4 separate regions of the Zea mays genome follow, and all the other regions are linked to region 3. A link is a contact called in public Hi-C data. All regions are on one chromosome and are shown on one strand. Each heading gives the region's core, a stretch centred on a gene start, on an enhancer-like site or on the middle of the called end of the contact. The rest is flanking DNA. Distances are from core to core; before and after follow the strand shown.

What was found. Hi-C and Micro-C count contacts between places; a contact is called where the count stands out from the background.
Region 1: a contact with region 3 is called in a Hi-C map of ear, with 2.5 times the contacts expected there. The contact joins the promoter of LOC103645024 here to the promoter of LOC100282568 in region 3. A contact is called at or near these places in 3 of 25 Hi-C or Micro-C datasets (ear, endosperm and tassel).
Region 2: a Hi-C map of ear shows a contact between it and region 3, with 4 times the contacts expected there. The contact joins the enhancer-like site here to the promoter of LOC100282568 in region 3. A contact is called at or near these places in 6 of 25 Hi-C or Micro-C datasets (bundle sheath, ear, leaf and 1 more).
Region 4: a contact with region 3 is called in a Hi-C map of leaf, with 3 times the contacts expected there. The contact joins the promoter of LOC100383242 here to the promoter of LOC100282568 in region 3. A contact is called at or near these places in 9 of 25 Hi-C or Micro-C datasets (bundle sheath, ear, endosperm and 2 more) and 1 of 3 datasets of contacts at active chromatin or transcription factors (leaf).

The regions. Positions count from the first base shown.
Region 1 is chr1:168,958,523-168,961,222 of Zm-B73-REFERENCE-NAM-5.0, forward strand. It overlaps LOC103645024, which reads left to right and starts at 1,353. Exons shown (of 2, transcript XM_020546509.1): 1 at 1,353-1,383. The coding sequence starts at 1,354. It also overlaps the pseudogene LOC100272527.
Region 2 is chr1:168,810,971-168,813,670 of Zm-B73-REFERENCE-NAM-5.0, forward strand. No RefSeq gene overlaps it. Among protein-coding and RNA genes, the nearest start is that of LOC118473086, 11 kb to the right of the region's middle. Within about 2 kb of position 1,446, at least 17 of the 20 cell types and tissues checked have an H3K27ac peak or open chromatin away from gene starts, as enhancers often do. A contact at or near this core is called in bundle sheath, ear, leaf and 1 more, where this site is marked.
Region 3 is chr1:168,514,398-168,517,097 of Zm-B73-REFERENCE-NAM-5.0, forward strand. LOC100282568 reads right to left here and starts at 1,251. Exons shown (of 6, transcript NM_001155476.2): 1 at 923-1,251; 2 at 228-338; 3 at 1-72. The coding sequence starts at 995.
Region 4 is chr1:168,835,981-168,838,680 of Zm-B73-REFERENCE-NAM-5.0, forward strand. It overlaps LOC100383242 (Pyridoxal phosphate (PLP)-dependent transferase superfamily protein), which reads left to right and starts at 1,403. Exons shown (of 1, transcript NM_001175903.1): 1 at 1,403-2,700. The coding sequence starts at 1,642.

The DNA.
Region 1 (2,700 bases), core at 103-2,602, 440 kb after region 3:
AATAGACTAGTGACTGAGAGCTAAATAAAAGTTGTTTCTCCTGATTCATTTCTACCACATAGTCAGACATTCTGTTAGAATGTGTGTGGGGACCGACACCACTGTTGGGCTGCCGGTCCATTAGAGTTAGGGTTTCATATGAGTTTATATATTGTAACCCCTTCTCTATGCAATACATCAAGCAATCTAGGGTTTTTACATGGTATCAAAGGATTAGTGTTTCTCCTCTCACCTCCTACAGCCACCACCTCCCTGCTCCAACCCCCCACAGCCGTCATGCCTAGGTTTTCTCCCAACCCACCACAGCCGTCAGCCTCCTACCCCAACAGCCGTCAGCCCTGCTCCAACGTCGCTCCCCAGGAGTTCCCTCCCGGAGGGCGACACCATCCCAGTTGTCGGCCCTCCCCTTCCTCCCCCAGATCTGGTCCCAGTGTGGCCATGGCGGCCCCGAGCTCTTCTCCTCGCCAGCCCTGGCGGCCGTCGGCCACGCTCCACTCCCCAAAGGCGACACCGACGCGACCATGGGCGTCTCCCTGCTCCCTGCTCCATCACGACGGTGCGACTGTGGGGGGATTTCAACCCGTCGGCTCCTACCTTCGGTCTCTACTCCAGTCTCATCGTGTGTGGTGCCCCGTTGCGACTGCGGGGGATGTTAGACTGTGTGTGCCGTCACCACTGTTGGGCTGCTGACATTAGGGTTAGGGGTTCATGTGAGTCTATATATTGTAACCCCTTCTCTATGCAATACATCAAGCAATCTAGGGTTTTTACACTTTCCATAGATTTTATCGTATGGTTTCATTTGAGAATCACTTTTAGCCACAGAATCACTTCTCTCAGAGAATCACTTCGGATAGAGAACCAGAATCAGTGAGAGCTCTACCAAACAGACCCTAAGATACTTGTGAGAAAAAGAGGTGCATTCAATATACAACAACTTGTATTATGAAAAGGTCAGTATATAATTATTATTTTAATTGGTTACATGTGATATGTCAACGTCATGTAATCTACTATAGGTACATTATTAACATTGATATGTCAACGTCATGTAACCTACTATAGGTACATTATTAACATTGCTCTTAGAAATTAAGGAGGTGTTTTGTTTCTTTTAGATAATTTTTTAGTTTCTCCGTTTTATTCCCTAAATTGCTATATGGAAACTAAAATAGAATAGTGCATCAGCTACCATGCCTGACCCCAGTCGGCAGTGACAAGGTCCATGAACAGTTGGTCTATCGGCCTCTCACCAAGCATGTCATGTCCAATCCCATCCCACAGTAATAACTAGTAACAACTGCTCCCACCTCCATAAAAGCACTCCCTCGTTAACATCAAGGTGAACGGAGAATGCAGGAGCACTGGAGCAGGATGAACAAGGTAAGAACGCCCTCTCCTCTCCATACTTCATTCGATGATTCCCAACAGATCATTAGCCAGACAAGCTTTGGAAGATGTAAGGCATGTTTGGTTTCCTACCTAAGGCGCCACAATCTGCCTAACCTTAGGCGCTCGAATTGAAGAACTAAGGTTAGGCAGAAAAGTTTGGCACATTGTGGCGTCTTAGGCACCAAACCAAACAACCCTATAATAAAAGCTGCGACAAATGTTGCGTGGTCGCATGGCAGATGGGCCCCCGTCTTGGGTGCGAGAGCTGCAGGAAGTGGCAAGAGCACTGCTACCAGGAGCACACGGTGAGGGAGAGGGCGAGTTTCGTCAGGCTCATGGCAGGAGACTTCGCGCGGGGCATTGTAAGCATCCACTCTCCCGCCACCGCCAGGCTCTTCGAGGTTCCATCGTTTGGCCATGGAAGCTTGTGGGTGCGTTGAGAGCTCGTGTGCGGGTTTGTTGCTGGATAGTGTTACAGACTTAGAGAGAAAAATAGGCAGTAGAAAGGGTGTGCTACTTGGGCTAAAAAAACTTGATGTTCTTGGATGATCCTAAACCAAAATATCATAGGTTTGATTAGTTGACTAAATTTGTACAATAAATTAACAAAGAAAGGCTGCAGGGGAAACCCCCACAGCTATAGATTTTAGTAATATTGAAAAAAAAGGAATAGGTACAAACATAAGATAAAACTGCACAAGAAAAGAAGAGGTGGGGCTGAAGAGAAAGAGAGAGATAGTGAGCTTAAAGGGAAGAAAGCCACAATGAGACAAGCATTTTAAGTTCAGCGCTAAATCTGATCATCTGAAGCTTCAGGTCCTCCCGGAATTGAAAGACGGAACAGATTCTCTGAAGATAGCCGAATTTCGTTGTCTCCAAATTTCCCAAGCAGTGATAGCCAGCACTTCCAGAAAAAGGGTCCTGCATAGGTAGCTCTTGCATCAGATATCATCCGTAAGAATTCTAAATGATGCTCCCAGTGTATACCCACATAATTCCAGCATTCACTACTAAATGGGCGCTCGAATATTAGATGATAAGTGGTCTATTCGCAGTTCATCTCGCATAACATACCGCAATGATCATTATTTGGTAAATCGTAGCCCTTTCTTCTTAGCAAATTCCTTGAGTTGATTCTGCCCTGAATACTAGCCAAATGAAAACCTTCAGCTTTTTGCAAACTTTGGACTTCCAAATCCAGAGAAATGGAGGAGGTGGCCGAACACATTGAAAGTTCAAATTATAAATTCAGGTGGAACTGAAGTTGTCATTGCCCCAGACATAAATCCACTTGTCTTTTCCTCTCCC
Region 2 (2,700 bases), core at 196-2,695, 300 kb after region 3:
TGTGCTGATGGTGGTTACCAGCTGAGATTTAGGGGTCTTGAGGGTACCCCTAATTATGGTCCCCGACAATAATTATGTATAAGTGTCCATAACTTGTGATTGTAGATTGCTTGTGTTTTATATGTCCATGTATATCATTATTCAAACTATATTTTTATACTAATTTAATAGGGTGTATATGTTTTTATGAAGCCAACACAACAGTTCGGGTAGTTCGGGAATACCCGAACCCGAAATTCTGGGTACCCAAATTTTCGGGTATTGTAAAACCCATTGTAATTTCGGGTATCGATTCTCAAAACCCGAAATTTTAAATATTCGAATTACCCGACCCAAAATTTTTGGGTAACCCGAACGCCCACCCCTAGAGCGAGGGCAGCGGCAGGCGAGGGCGCAACCGGCAGTGGGCGGGCGTGGCGACAGTGGGTGAGGCCGGCGGCTTGGCGTGGCCGTGGAGGGGCGCGTCGGCGCGGGCGAGGTGTGGGGCAGCGGCGCGACGGAGCGGTGGCGAGGCAGCGCATTTGCGCGAGCGAGGGAAGGGAGCTGAGTGCGCGAGCGAGTGAATGAGGGCGAGAGAGAATGGGTGCCGGGAGAAGCTAAGTAAAAGTTCTTTGTCAAGTGCCCGCGATCTGGCACTCGACAAATCCTTCTCTGCCGAGTGTCCGACGGGGAATAAGCTGTTACCGTTGTTGGCATACTGCTAATTTCTACATATAGTGCGTGACAACTTTGTCAAAACATTATCAAATTTTTATTATAGGCTCTACATATGATACCACCGTGATGCCGAGTCGAGGTTGCACGTCCATGTGAGTCGCTACGTGAGCCCATCAGGAATTCAGGATATTCCTGTCGGCCAAGTGCCGACGGGGAATAAGCTGTTACCGTTGTTGGCATACTGCTAATTTCCGGCGGTATTTGGCCGACGAGGTTTAACTGTCAGGAATCAATTAACTCTCATCGACCCCACGGCAACAATGTGGTGGGTACAAAATGTAGGTAGCTAGAGCCCAAAGTATGTTCAGAAATTCAGAACTCGCAAGGGAAACTCTGGAAGTAGAGCTAATCACTATTTTAATCATGTTTACTCTTTTCCGTTCACAAGAGCGGACTGGTTTTATGGTTTAGGAGAGACATGCTACAAAAGAAAAAACGCTAGAATTACTGAAAGTTGTGAATTGATTATATGCTTCAGAAGCATTTTTTTTCTTTTATTTTTGATGAGACCAAGCATGGCCCATTGACTAGGGATCGGATGACTCGCATGACGGGTCTCCTTTTTTTTTCTCCATAGGGTTTTTCATGTGCACCGTATTGCCCGGCCACAACTCCGTTGGCCAATCTCGTCCTCATCTCTCAACGACCAAACCAACCTGTAGATGGGCTAAACAGACGATTTAGCCCTAGCACAAAATAAAGCTATGGCCAATATGGGCTACGGCCTATGCCGCCACGCGAACGGTCGGGCCTTGTCGTCGTTGGATTTCCGGCCTGGTGGTTCTGTTGGGCCCAGTGTCTTCATCAGGTTTCGGCCTTGTAGCACGGGAAAGTACCTTGGACATATCACATATTGACAGACAGATATGACCGAATTTTTTGTATTTTAGCCCTTTATTAGGTTCAAAATCACGTTTAGACCTAAAAAAATTTTAAACTCAATTTTGGACCCTTAGCTCGGCGCCATAGCCTGTGGCGCCGAGCTAACACAGCTCGGCGCCACAGCCTATGGCGCCGAGCTATGACGTGGCAGCAACGGCTAGTTGCGTCTAGGGCTGACCTGGCTGTGACGTGGTGGCGGCGCGGCCTCGTAGCTCGGCACCACAGATCTTGGCGCCGAGCTACGAATTCCTATAAAAACGCCCGCGCGGCTGGCCTAGAGCAGCTCATTTCATCCCATTTCCAAACTTCGTCAAAATTTGCTGGATTCAAAGATTTGAGTTGGTTCACTTCGTAGACCAAGGTATGATTTCCAACTGATTCGTTTTGTATATTGGGTTGTTAGTTTAATAATTTGTATACACCTATTACATTATCATTTCGATTATTAGTTTGTGTAAACTTATTATAAAGCATAATAGGTACAAGTGATAATTATAATCGTTTATTAGATGAAAGACATGTACCGAGAGGCGTTGTGGCAGAAGAGAGGTCGTCTTCGGGAGTTATATCCGGACGTATCTAGTAAGGATGCTCCTGTTTCTCCTGAACTCCCCGTGCCTAACTGTGACTGTGGCAGACTGTCTTGGGTACATCAATCACAACATCTAGACACTGCTGCTCGCTGCTACTACCTTTGTGGCACTTTGGACGTACGTAGCTTATGACTTGTCACTTAATTTTGTTCGCATTCATTATTTTGTAGATATGTAATAGTGCTTCTTTCCATTATTTTAGGGACATCAGAGGTGTTTCTTTTTCCAGTGGATCGATGGTCCTGATAAATTTGACCCTCGATATCTTCTTTTCGTTAATTGGTTGAGTGGAAAGACCAGTCATGAGCGTTTTAAGCGTTGGGTACCTCCTCCCCCGAATCCTCCACCAATGACGGATGCGGAGAAGGAGGTAGCAACAGAAAGACGGATGGACTCACCGCCTCGATGCGATTGTGGAGACCGTGTTGTCATCGACGAAGACTATGACAAGCAGTTCTGTTGTCCGAACATTGATTATGTGAGCCCATTGATACGCTAAATGTATGAA
Region 3 (2,700 bases), core at 1-2,500:
TCAAAGGCACAAATTTTGCGCCAATGGCTAAAGCGATAGGAGGACCAAAAATGAACCCTCTAGCTTCAACACCTGTTTTAACATGGCACCAGTCCAGATACGAGAAAATGAGGAGCACGGAACATATGAGGTTACCCATTTCATTGCTTACGGTTAAAGTTTTTGTACTGGAACCTCGAATAGTCAGTGTCCAGAAAGGAAGGAATGACTGCGTAGCTATACATTACCAGCAACCACGGTGATCCCTTGGTCCTTGTACCGCTCGACAAAGAGGTCGATGGTGTCACGGAACGCCTTGGGATCGAGCAGCAACGTCGTGATGTCCTGGAACATGATCCCTGCACAGAAACAGTAAGGTGCAGCGACTAACCAATTAGAACGGATAGGCACCGTGATTACTTCCAGTCCCACACATAGAAATCTAGATTGTTGCTTTACAAGACCGAGCTGTGGTAACTAAATCGACCCCAGTGTGCAAGCATCGAGGTGTGAGTAGAGCAGCACGCGAAGGCAAAGAAAACACCAAGAAGAAGTGCTGGTCTATTCCTATAGTTTTTTCACTAGTAATGTACGCAGTGACGGAGTTATGCAGTTTATTTAGTCATTAAATCCCAAGAAAAGCGCTACTGTACACTCCTATATAGTCTCAGTAATATAAGAAGTGAGCGACGCGAGTTTGTGGCTTTGTGCAGTGTACAGTTAACGCGAACTCCGAGTTCCCCCGATACGAAGCTGACGGATCGAATCGACTCAGCGCTCATCCAGCAAGGCAGCACCGCAGCAACCCATCCACCCACGCGAGCGATCCAGGAACACACACACACACACACACACAGAGAGAGAGAGAGAGAGAGAGAGAGAGAGAGAGAGAAGGGGGGGGGGGGGGTAAGGTAGGGTACGGAGGGGGGGTGGACCAACGCACCTGGCTTGGGGAAGTCGGGGATGACGCGGATGGAGGAGGCGATCCCCGCCAAGCGCGCGTCAGCGGACGCCATCGCCACCACCGCCTGCCCTTGCCTCCCGCCGGTGACACGCACGCTCAGTGGAGCCGCGACGCTGACGCGGGGACGAAAAGGCGGCGTCGGCCGGCGCGGACGGGGACGGGATGCAAGACTGGCAGTGAAGGAATGAAGAGCATGCTCCGCTCCGCTGCTCTTTTTATTTTAATCTGGGCCTTCCCGCGGGCCGCCGGGCCGTGTATAACCGAGCCCGGGAGACGTCTCCGTCGCTGACACCAGGGACCGAGCAGGCTCTTCGGGCCCACGGACCCAGTTCCACGCCTGAGGGAAAGAGGGAATCGGAACATTTGCTTTTGTGTAGGCTTGCTTCGTGTGGGTCCCACGCGGCGTGGAGTTGGGCAAGGGGGCGGCGCGGTTCGTGCCTCCTGTAGCTGCGACTGCGAAGGTACCCAAACCGGTCGGAGCTGGATCGACGATACGAGACGAGACGCGCGCGTGGAATTTGTTGGTTGGATGTCATGTGGGGTCCGGACCCTCTCAGCAGGCAGCTCGTCTCATGCTGCACTGCTGCTGCCATTATGTGGCTGTTTGTTTCGGCTTCTGGCAGCTTCTGGCCACCAAAAGCTGTTACGGACTGCCAAACGCTTAGCTTTTTAACCAGCTTCTATAAAATTCGTTGGGGCAAAAACCATCAAAAATCAACCTAAACACATAATCGGTTGAGTCGTTGTAATAGTAGGAATCCGTCACTTTCTAAATCCTGAGCCCTATGAACAACTTTATCTTCCTCCACATGTAATCGTAATGATGCTCAGATTCTTCCCACAGCCAGATTCTCTCCACAGCCAGATTTTCAGAAAAGCTGGTCAGAAAAAAGCCGAACCAAATAGGCACTATGTGACGTAGCAGAATTGGACATTCGGGTGTACATTCGGATACATTCGTATTCACATCAATTTAGGCTTTGTTAGAGTGTTTAAATCCATAATAGGTCAAAAGCTCTACTAAAATTTTTCAATCTCATCCAATACATATGGTATAGAAATAACCGAACAAGACCTTATGTGTTAAGGTGAATACGAGTGAAAATTTATTTAATTTTTCACCTGGATACACGTGGATTAAGATAGATAGCATGGCATCCAAATTGTATCTAGGATCTGGAGTTCTGGACTGGATAGCTAAAAGTCTGCATAAACATGGCACTATTTTGCTTGGAGAAACTGCATGCCAATTTCTAAATCTTCCTTTACATTAGAAAAAAGAAAAAAAAAGTAGAGAATATAAAGTCAACTAAAGAGATTGTTAGCCTGAAATGATAGGAACTACATGCCAATATTCGATTGAACAACATCGAGTGTTGTACAGATGGTTCACCAAATATAAAATCAGTAAAAGAGACCGTTAGACTAAAACAATACCCCCTAAACATTAGTTCCGACTAGAGATGAAAATGGGTATCCGAATTATCAGAACAAATTTTATATTTTAAAATAGATATATATAAATTTTATGCTATTTTTTCTTATGTTATCAGGAACATCATTTTAAATAAGAATTAATTTTTGTATAAATTGTTCTAGACATTTGCTCCGTAACTAAAAAGGTGAAAATATTCATATATTTATCTGAATTTTATATCTATCATTTGAGAAATTATATGATAAATTTAAGGTTTACCTTGTATGATTCTTTAAAAGCTCCATGCTAAAGACAAAAATATGAATTTGCATAGTAGATT
Region 4 (2,700 bases), core at 153-2,652, 320 kb after region 3:
CAACGGTCTAAACAATCAGCTTTAGTCCGAACAGTCTAACCAAAGCACTATCAAGCTCTGGTTTGGTGGGTCCGTTCCAAATATAAAAACGAGCCACCCCTTGAACAGATAGGAACTTGTTGCAGTTTGTATTATTGTTATTATGATTATTATCATTATAACAAACCATCATGGAGAGCAAGAAAAAGCAGCATGAAACAAGGCGGAAAGGGCCAAAGGCAGCTAGCTTGCACGGATTGGTCAAGGAGACGATCATTGTGGTGGCATGCACTTCTGCTGCTCTTTAAGCCTTTAACCCCTTGGACAAAAAGTAAAAAAAAAACTGAAGACCAATGACACTGCGTTTTTCAATGAGGGAAGGGAAGGGAAGGGAGGGAGGAAAAGTCAATGGCACAGGCACTTGTTTGGATGCAAATCGCAACGCAGCTGCTTGAATTTATTAATTTATTTATTTACGGCCAGGGCCAGCCCACTCTACACTGTACGGTGGGACCCTCCGGGGTGTGGAAATAATAATGCTACCAAACCAAACGCTTTGTTTTTACTCGGTGGAGATGGTACAATTAAACAAAGCAACAGCTGCCCCTAAAATAGTGACTGTCACCGTAGTTAGTACTACACTACTTTATTACTACTACTCCAGTCCAGAGCAAGAGGGAGCAAATAAAAAAAAAGAGCTGGTGGATGAGCCTGCTGCCTAGCAGAGCTTGCAAGGGCAATGAATGCAACCTCCTCCTCCTCCACCACCATCATGACGCGCTGCATTTAGTGGGCATTGAAAACGCCTGCAAGGGGTTTGGTGCGAGAGAGGAGAGGAGGAGCGAGCTAGGGTGTGTGTGTGTGTCCGTGTGTGGCTGGGTGCTGCATCTGCGTCGTCTGATGATGATGATGAGCTCGAGCTCCGTATCTTCCCCCTCACACCTTGTTGTGTGAATGAATCGAGCTGGGCCGGCCGGACTCTGTTCTTCTTTCTCCTGTTTGTGGCTGTAGATTTGGAGAGCTATTACTGTTCTTCAGACATCTCCTGTCCGATCCCATTCTCATTCGTTTACGCTATCCCCTGGTGGTTCTTGCTCAGCTGCTCTGCTGGGGAGGGGAGGGGCGGAAAGAGAAGAGAAGAGGAGGGGAGTCAAAAAAAAAATTTCTTTGTTGTGTTTCCCTGCTTTTGTTTTGCCTCCCCCACCCCTTGTTTGATGATGCTGTGTTCTTTTCTTTAATTTGAGTTCTTGATCCTGCCAAAAGCAAAAGCCCTCACACCCTTCTGCTCGCAAAGGCGAGGGCTGTGTCCTGCCGCTTCAAACCCTCCCCACAAAGCTCGGATTTCTGTCTGCAGTTTCCTTACCTCTGAATCCCGTTCCCTCCACGAAAACCTCGGATTTCCACGCCCAGTGTTCCACCACCGCAAAGATCCAGTTTTTTTCCCCTCCCGAAGCCGCAGTTTCCCTGCGCGAGCTGGTCTGGTCCAAGAACACACACCAAAAATCTCTCTCCCCATTGCGCACGGAAATCTCGGGGGGGAGGGGTTTCCCCGCCCCATGCTTCAGTCCGTCCGTTGATCCAGACCGCCACGCCACCGGGTTTGGTAGCTGCGGGTTTTTTCCGCCCGGGAGCCGGGAGCGGCGTCGTCTCGATCCGAGGCCCATGCATCTGTCGCTATGGAAGCCGCTGTCCCACTGCGCCGCCGTCCTCCTCGCCAAGAACCACCGGCGCCGCGGCGGCGGGGGCGGCAGCAACGGCCGCCGTGACGACTCGTCCGCCTTCCTCCGGCAGCTGCGGGACGCGCTGGACGCGGCGTCGGAGGACGGCTCCCTCTGCCCGCCGCCGGACGCCGGCGGCGCCGACGCGGACGCAGCCGTGTCGCGCTCCCGCTCCCTGGCACGCCTGCGCGCGCAGCGGGACTTCCTCCGCGCCACGGCCCTCGCCACCGCCGCCGGCCCGTTCCGGTCCCTCTCCGACCTCCCGCTGCTGCCCCACGCCATCGCCACCTTCCTCGCCATGTACCCGGACTACGCCTCCACCGCCGACGTCGACCGCCTCCGCGTCGACCATTACTCCCACCTCGACGCCCCCGGCGCCGGCAGGGTCTGTCTGGACTACTGCGGCTTCGGCCTCTTCGACTCCGGCTGGGACTCCTCGTCCTCATCCTTCACATTGCACGAGCTCAACGCCAATCTGAGCAACCACGCGCTCTATGGCGGCGCTGAGCCCGGCACCGTGGAGAATGACATCAAAGAGCGCATCTTGGAGTACCTGAACGTGCCAGCCAGCGAGTATGCGCTGGTGTTCACGGTGAGCCGTGGGTCGGCGTTCCGGCTGCTTGCTGAGTGCTACCCCTTCGAGACCAACCGGAGGCTGCTCACCATGTTCGACCATGAGAGCCAGTCGGTCAATTGGATGGCGCAGAGTGCGCGGGCAAAGGGTGCCAAGACGCGCACTGCATGGTTCCGCTGGCCAACACTGAAGCTTTGCTCAACGGAGTTGCGGAAGGAGATCGTGGGCAAGAAGAAGGGCCGGCGACGGGATGCCGCGGTTGGGCTGTTTGTCTTCCCGGCGCAGTCTCGCGTGACCGGTGCCAAGTACTCCTACCAGTGGATGGCGCTGGCGCAGCAGAATGGGTGGCATGTGATGCTTGATGCTGGTGCACTTGGCCCCAAGGACATGGATTCACTGGGTCTCTCGCTATTCCGGCCGGACTTCATT